Linked DNA regions of Sus scrofa: region 2 is linked to region 1. A link is a contact called in public Hi-C data. All regions are on one chromosome and are shown on one strand. Each heading gives the region's core, a stretch centred on a gene start, on an enhancer-like site or on the middle of the called end of the contact. The rest is flanking DNA. Distances are from core to core; before and after follow the strand shown. Region 1 has its middle 170 kb from the start of SH3BP4. Region 2 overlaps AGAP1 (arf-GAP with GTPase, ANK repeat and PH domain-containing protein 1).

Region 1 (3,184 bases), core at 244-2,743:
AGCTGTTGTGTAGTTTGCAGACACGGCTCGGATCCCATGTTGCTGTGGCTGTGGTGTAGGCTGGTGGCTATAGCTCCGATTCGACCCCTAGCCTGGGAACCTCCATATGCCGCGGGAGTGGCCCTAGAAATGGCAAAAATACAAAAAAAAAAAAAAAAAAAAAAAAAAAGAATTCCCCGTTGCCACCGCTGAGGTGTAGGTCACATCTGCAGCTAAGGTTCAATCCTGGGAACTTCCATATACTCTAACTGTGGCCATAAAATTAAAAAAAAAAAAAGAACTTATTTATGAAACAGAAATAAACTCACAGATTTCAAAATCAAATAAGGGGAAACCTTGGGGGGAAGGGATGCATTGTGAGGTTGCGATTAGCAGATACACACTACTGTATATAAAGGAGGTAACTAACAAGGACCTTCTGTGTAGCATGAGGTCAACTCAGTGCTCTGAAATAACCTATGTGGGAAAAGCGTCTGAAAACATACGTGTTTAACGGAGAAATTAATTGCAGGAGAAATTATCACACAGTAAATCACCTATACCCCAATAACTTTTCTTTTAGGGCCCTACCCACGGCATATGGAGGTTCCCAGGCTAGGGGTTGAGTTGGAGCTCTAGCTGTCAGCCTACACCACAGCCACAGCAATGCAGTATCTGAGCTGCATCTGTGACCTACACCACAGCTCATGCAATGCTGGATCCTTAACTCACTAAGCGGGGCCAGGGATTGAACCCGCATCCTCATGGATACTAGTTGGTTTCATTACTGCTGAGCCACAACAGGAACTCCCCAATAACATTAAATATATATGTATATATATCCCAAGAGCTGCCTGGAAGGTTAAAACACTCATTATCTTCCATCCACCCACCTTCTCTCTCATTCTCCCATCTCCCTGTCTTGAGGTAGGGCCCCTCTCTCTCTTCACAGAGAGGTGTGGACAGAAAGCAGAAAGTAGAGGAGAGACTGCACCAGATGAGCTGGAGGCCTCTGGCCCCCACCCGTTTCCGAGCCCCTCCTTCCTCCCGGTGCTAGTGGTTCAGCATCCGAGGAGAAGTCATCGGGGCACAGGCTTGGTCCCTGGGCTCCGCTCTCAGTATTTCTGTAGCTGTGGTTGAATGTGCCGAGAGAGCACATCTTTCTCAGGATAGTGAACACTTGGAGGTTGTGTGCCTTTGCAGTTCAGCCTCAGAATCAAGACGGGTTACTGAACACCGCCCCTGCTAGAGCCCTCTGTTGGTCTGTCTCCGCCCCCTCCCCCACTGCTTCCCCCCCCGCCCCGCCCCTCCACCAGTTTTGCCCGCCGCCCCCATCCTGCACCCCAGTGCTGCATCATCCAGTTCCCACACATGGGCTTTGGCTCCAGGGTCTTCTCTTTGGGGCACCGACTGGGACACACTCAGAAACCGCACGCTGTTCACGAAGGAGGAAGCTCTTTCACGTGCTCCCTGTTGCCACGGCAACCACTTCCTTAGGATCCAAAACATGACTATCTTGCATCTGTTTTCTGGTCAGATTTTTTCCTGCAGTGACATCTAGTGACTGCCTGGGAAACCCTGTGATTTATGCCTGGCCTCGGCGGCAGCGGTAAAATAGGAGAGCCCCTGGCACTCTCTGGGTGCCCACCGCCCCACCCCACCCCCTCCCCCAGCACAGGCTCCTCCAGCCTCCCGCAGCCCTGGGAGTGTCCCCTGCCATCTAAGGGGGCAGCAAGCCTCCTGTATTTCAACATGGTGCAGTAACTGCCTCAAGCCAGGTCTTCTTAGCATGACAGCATTTTAAAGGGGCTCCTGCACTTCATTAACTGGTGCCCAGTGAGCTTTGCATTGTCTGTAGAGATATTTTTATTTTTGACTTGGTCCGGGTGTAAGGTGCCCTTTTTTTGAAATCCAGTGGGAATCTGGACTTCTCTTTCAGGTGTCAATCACTGTCGCTAGAGGGATGTAGACAGACCTGACCATCAGGCTAAGGACGCTGGCACGAGTGGTCGCTTGATGTGTCACTGATTGTGGTGCTGTGACACTCTGTTTATCAGACCTCTCCAGTGGCCTTGCACAGGGACACACAGGGACACAACGCCGATAGACTCTTGCCCAAAGGGCAAGTGCTTCCCATCCCGGGAGGAACCACTCAATCGTTTCTTATGGGAACCCAGGAGGTGCTGTCAGCCAACCGAGAATGCGTTCAGGACCTGGCCGGTCCTTCTGTCTCTGGGGAGGTCATTTCCCTGGGTCAGACCGTTCCCACCAAGGGCCACCATCCTTCACACGTCCTGGTGTTCTCACCCTTTGCAAGATGACTCTGCAGCTCGTCCCATCAAGATGCAGGGTCACTAGCTTCCCATTGAGCTGAAGAGTGTGCTGGGCACAGGGTAATCAAGACTAAACAACCCAGACATGGGAAGAGCTGGGAAAAGATGTTCCAGGCTTAGGGGGCATCGGTGGGAAGGGTGGAGGTGGGGAAGGACTCGGCAAAAAAGTGCTTGATGAGAACAAGGATGCCATTCAAAGTACTGATGGACTTTGGGTGGGGCGGTGATGTGATCCAGCCTCGGTCTGCAAAAGATCCCTCTGGATCCTGGTATAGAGGGGACCAGAGGAGAGAGGCAGGCGTGGAAACAGGAGGTGTTCAGCAAGTCATGGCTGTGGTCCAGGTGAGGGAGGTGGTACCTGGGACTGGATGGGCATCAGCAGAAATGGGTAGAACAGGAGAGAGTCCAGATCTGCCAGGAAGTGGAAGCTGCACGTCTACAGAAATGACCTGGGGTGGAACCCACAGGGATGTAGCACTGACTGGTTTGGTGGGTGTGGGGGAGGTGGTTGAGACACTTGGGTGACAGCTGGAGGGAACTGGTGGGTGGTGGTGCTCCTGGCTGAGATGGGGAAGACCAGGGAAGGAGCAGGTGGGAAACAGGAAGAGAGAAGCAGTGGGTTTTGGCACACAAAGCTCTGAAATGAAATGGAAATGGAAATGGAACTATCCAAAATGTAATATCAACTATTCAATTGGACGTATGACCTTGGAAGTCAGAGGAAAAGAATGGACCAGAGATGTCAATGCAGGAGTCATTAACATATAAATTAATGGTCTGGAAAGCCGTGTGCAAGTTATCAAATTAACATATTTATGTGGCTTGAATTTGTACTCTTTCTAATATGATGACCCAGGCTGTATCGGTCAGAT
Region 2 (3,257 bases), core at 385-2,884, 360 kb before region 1:
TGCTGCAGGTGCGGCTGTAAAAAGAAAAAAACAAAAGTGCTGCTTCTTGGTTTTCGGGGGTTTTTTTGGGGGGGAGGGGGGCAGTGCACCAATGCCATGCAGAAGTGCCAGGGCCAGGGATCAAACCCATGCCACAGCCACAGCAGTGACCACACCAGATTCTTTAACCTGCTGACCCACCAGGGAACTCCACTGCTTCCTGTTTTGAAACTCCATGGCATCAGTAAGTGCTTCTGCTATCACTCGCCTAGGACTGGCCTGTGATTCTCTCGGTCATTTGCAAGATTCACTGCGATGCCCAATTCTCTCTTCCAGAAAAAGGCTCATTCTGGATGTGATACTGGACATTCAGACCACAAGCCCTGCTGAGGGTCTCATCGAAGCAGGACTTGGTCTCCAAACTGTTGAGAACTCCCTCCCCATCAGGAATGCCGTCTCACCAGCCCGCCCCACTAGAGGAGGAAACTGAGCTCATGAAAACCAATTCTGCTTTCATCAAAAATGGGGGCGCCCGATCTCAGGGCAGGCTGTTATGGGCTATAACCAGATTCCCCAAGAGGCTGAAAAGCCTTTCTGATCTTGGTGTCTGGGTCCAAAGAGGCAAAGACCTGGGTCCTCGGGACTCAGAGTCCAGCGGCAGCGCGGCAGCAGAGAAACACGCGCAGTGAGTGTGTCCAAAGGGACGGTGCTGGAAACCAGGACCGGAGGGGCTGCGGAGGGTGGGGTGGGTGAGGGGGATCCAGCACGGTGCCGAGCTGGGAGGGAGGGGGAGCCAGACTTGAAGGAAGGGACCGGGGCAGGAGGAAGGGCTCTCCAGGCAGAGGGCACAGCCGAGCCCAAGCCCAGAGCAGGCACAGGGAGGAAGAGGCGGCCTGGCTGGAGTGGAGGCTGGAGCAGGGCTGGCACCGCTCTCCCGTCAGGCCCCAGACAGCAAACAGCTGAGGTTTTTCAGGCCAGGAAACCCTCAAGGGTGTCCGGAAGGCCTCGGTCTCAAAGACAACCCTGATGACGCCACACGAACCACAGCAGGTCCCTAAGTCACTGGCGTGGCTGTGACTTAATGCAGATGCTGAAATGTGAACTTCACATGTTGCAAAATATTTGTCTTTTGATTTTTTTTTTCCCCAAGAACTTAACCATAAAAACCATTCTGTGCTCAAGAGCAGGCGCAAGACAGATGGGCTCCCGGGACTTGGTGGGGCCTCCGGCGTCTGTCCTGGGCACACAGAGGCCACTGCGCATATGCAAAGCTCTGCAGCGACGTGACGGATGAGTTTTATACCTCACCTGGAAGCTCTTGAGAACAGCCCCCTGCAGGAAGGGTGAAAGCAAGGGGACCGGCCCCGCAGGAGGGGTGCGACGGTGGGAGGGGCTTCAGGAGGAGGGAACCAGGGCGGGGTTGTCCTGGCCTGACCAGATGTGGGGGGATGGTGAGACCAAGGGGAGTGCTGTGCATTACCCAGGTTTGGGGCCTGAACAGCTGAGAAGATGATGTGCCCACCAGTTGAGATGATGTGCCCACCAGCCGGCAGGTGGGATGGCCACACGGGCAAGGGGGGGACTTGAGACCACAGAGAAGTAACCTCGTGCCCCGCCCTTACTGGGGCAGCCCAGAGCCAGGCGCAGAGAAACGCCAGTCGTCACAGGCAGAGGGGTAAGCAGAGGCCACCACCGCCTTGTGTTAAGTCATCAGGCAGGTCTGGCTTTGCTGCCAAATGAGTTACAGAGTATTTCCATTCTCGTGGCTTTTCTGGATGTGAGGCACAGGACTTGAACCTTTATTTGCTGAATAACACCCAACTGACTACAAAGGGGTGGGGGCGCTCCCTGGGGGCTATTTCTAGCGCTCTGAGGTTGGCAGCCTGAGGTTTACTGTGGCTGCAATTTATGCCTATTCGTTTTCTTAAAAGTCGTCCGGAAGAATCACCCGTTTCCAAACCTCCGCTCGACACCGGCACCGGCCTGAGTCAGTTACACAGATGGATTTTCCTCGCTTTCTTGGCCCACTGTGGCCTCTGCCGCCTCTGTGTCCCGGGTACGGCATTGTCCCCACCCACCCACAAGATCCCGCCCCATCTTCCTGACCTCGACTCCAGCAGGTGCCAGCCGCAGGCCGGTGCTCCTTTTGTGGAGTATCCTAGGGAGCGGTGCCTTCTCATCTCAGAGGAGAAGCCAAGCCTGCCAGCCAAGGGGTGGCCGGGCAGAACAAGTGAGGTCCCTAAAGGATCCTGTGGGAGTGATGCCCACAGGCGGCCCTCCAGTTTCTTCTCCCCTGGCTTTATCGAGATATCATTGACAGATAATGTGAGTTTAACATTTATAATACAGTGATCCGATACACACAGATACTGTAAAACCATGACACAGCAGGGGAGTCAGCACCTCCATCCATCACACAGTTGCCCTTTTTGCCCGGTGAGAACATTTAGGATCTACTGTCTTAACACCTTTGGAGCACAGGATACAGGACTGGTAAGCCCCCACACTACACATTCGATCCCAGGACTCACTCATCTAACAGCTCAAGGTCTGTACCCTTTAACCAACATCGCCCCAATCGGCCCTAGCAACCGCCAACCCGTTCTGTTTCCACAAGTTCAGTTTTTTGTGACTCTACATACAAGTGAGTTCATACTGTATTTGTTTCTGATCTCAGCACAATGCCCTCCAGGTTCATCCATGTTTCTGCGAAAGGCAGGGCTTCCTTTTTCATGGCTGAATAATATTCCATTGTGCATATACCACATTTTCTTTATCCATTCATCCATCCATGGGTAGGTACGTTGCTTCCATGTCATGGCTACTGTCAACCATGCTGCAATGAACATAGGGGAACAGCCATCTCTCTCTTTTTTTCACTTTTTGTCTTTTAGGGCGCACCCACAGCACATGGAAGTTCCCAGACTAAGGGTTCAATCAGAGCTACAGTTACCAGCCTATACCACAGCCACAGCAACCCTGATCTGTGCCGTGTTTGCAACCTACACCACAGCTCACGGCAAGGCCAGATCCTTAACCCACTGAGCGAGGCCAGGGATCAAACTCGCAACCTCACGGTTTCTAGTTGGATTCATCTCCACTGCGCCACGACAGGAACTCCAAACAGCCACCTCTTCTACACACTGCTTTCATTTCCTTGGTACACAGGCCTCCGAAGTGGGATTATTGATCACATGGTGGTTCTACTTTTAATTGTCTGAGGAGTCTCTATACGGGTTTCCATAGCGGCCGCACCAATTTCCATTCCCAACAGTGCA

The links. A called contact is a pair of places that touch in the nucleus more often than the background predicts.
Region 2: a contact with region 1 is called in a Hi-C map of omental adipose tissue, with 2.4 times the contacts expected there. The contact joins two enhancer-like sites. A contact is called at or near these places in 18 of 47 Hi-C or Micro-C datasets (adipose tissue, alveolar macrophages, blood and 12 more) and 2 of 2 datasets of contacts at active chromatin or transcription factors (alveolar macrophages and skeletal muscle).

The regions. Positions count from the first base shown.
Region 1 is chr15:135,172,945-135,176,128 of Sscrofa11.1, reverse strand. No RefSeq gene overlaps it. Among named protein-coding and RNA genes, the nearest start is that of SH3BP4, 170 kb to the right of the region's middle. Within about 2 kb of position 1,493, at least 19 of the 83 cell types and tissues checked have an H3K27ac peak or open chromatin away from gene starts, as enhancers often do. A contact at or near this core is called in adipose tissue, omental adipose tissue, retroperitoneal adipose tissue and 1 more, where this site is marked.
Region 2 is chr15:135,535,753-135,539,009 of Sscrofa11.1, reverse strand. All of the region lies in intron 1 of AGAP1 (arf-GAP with GTPase, ANK repeat and PH domain-containing protein 1), which reads right to left. Among named protein-coding and RNA genes, the nearest start is that of AGAP1, 95 kb to the right of the region's middle. Within about 2 kb of position 1,634, at least 9 of the 83 cell types and tissues checked have an H3K27ac peak or open chromatin away from gene starts, as enhancers often do. A contact at or near this core is called in adipose tissue, omental adipose tissue, retroperitoneal adipose tissue and 1 more, where this site is marked.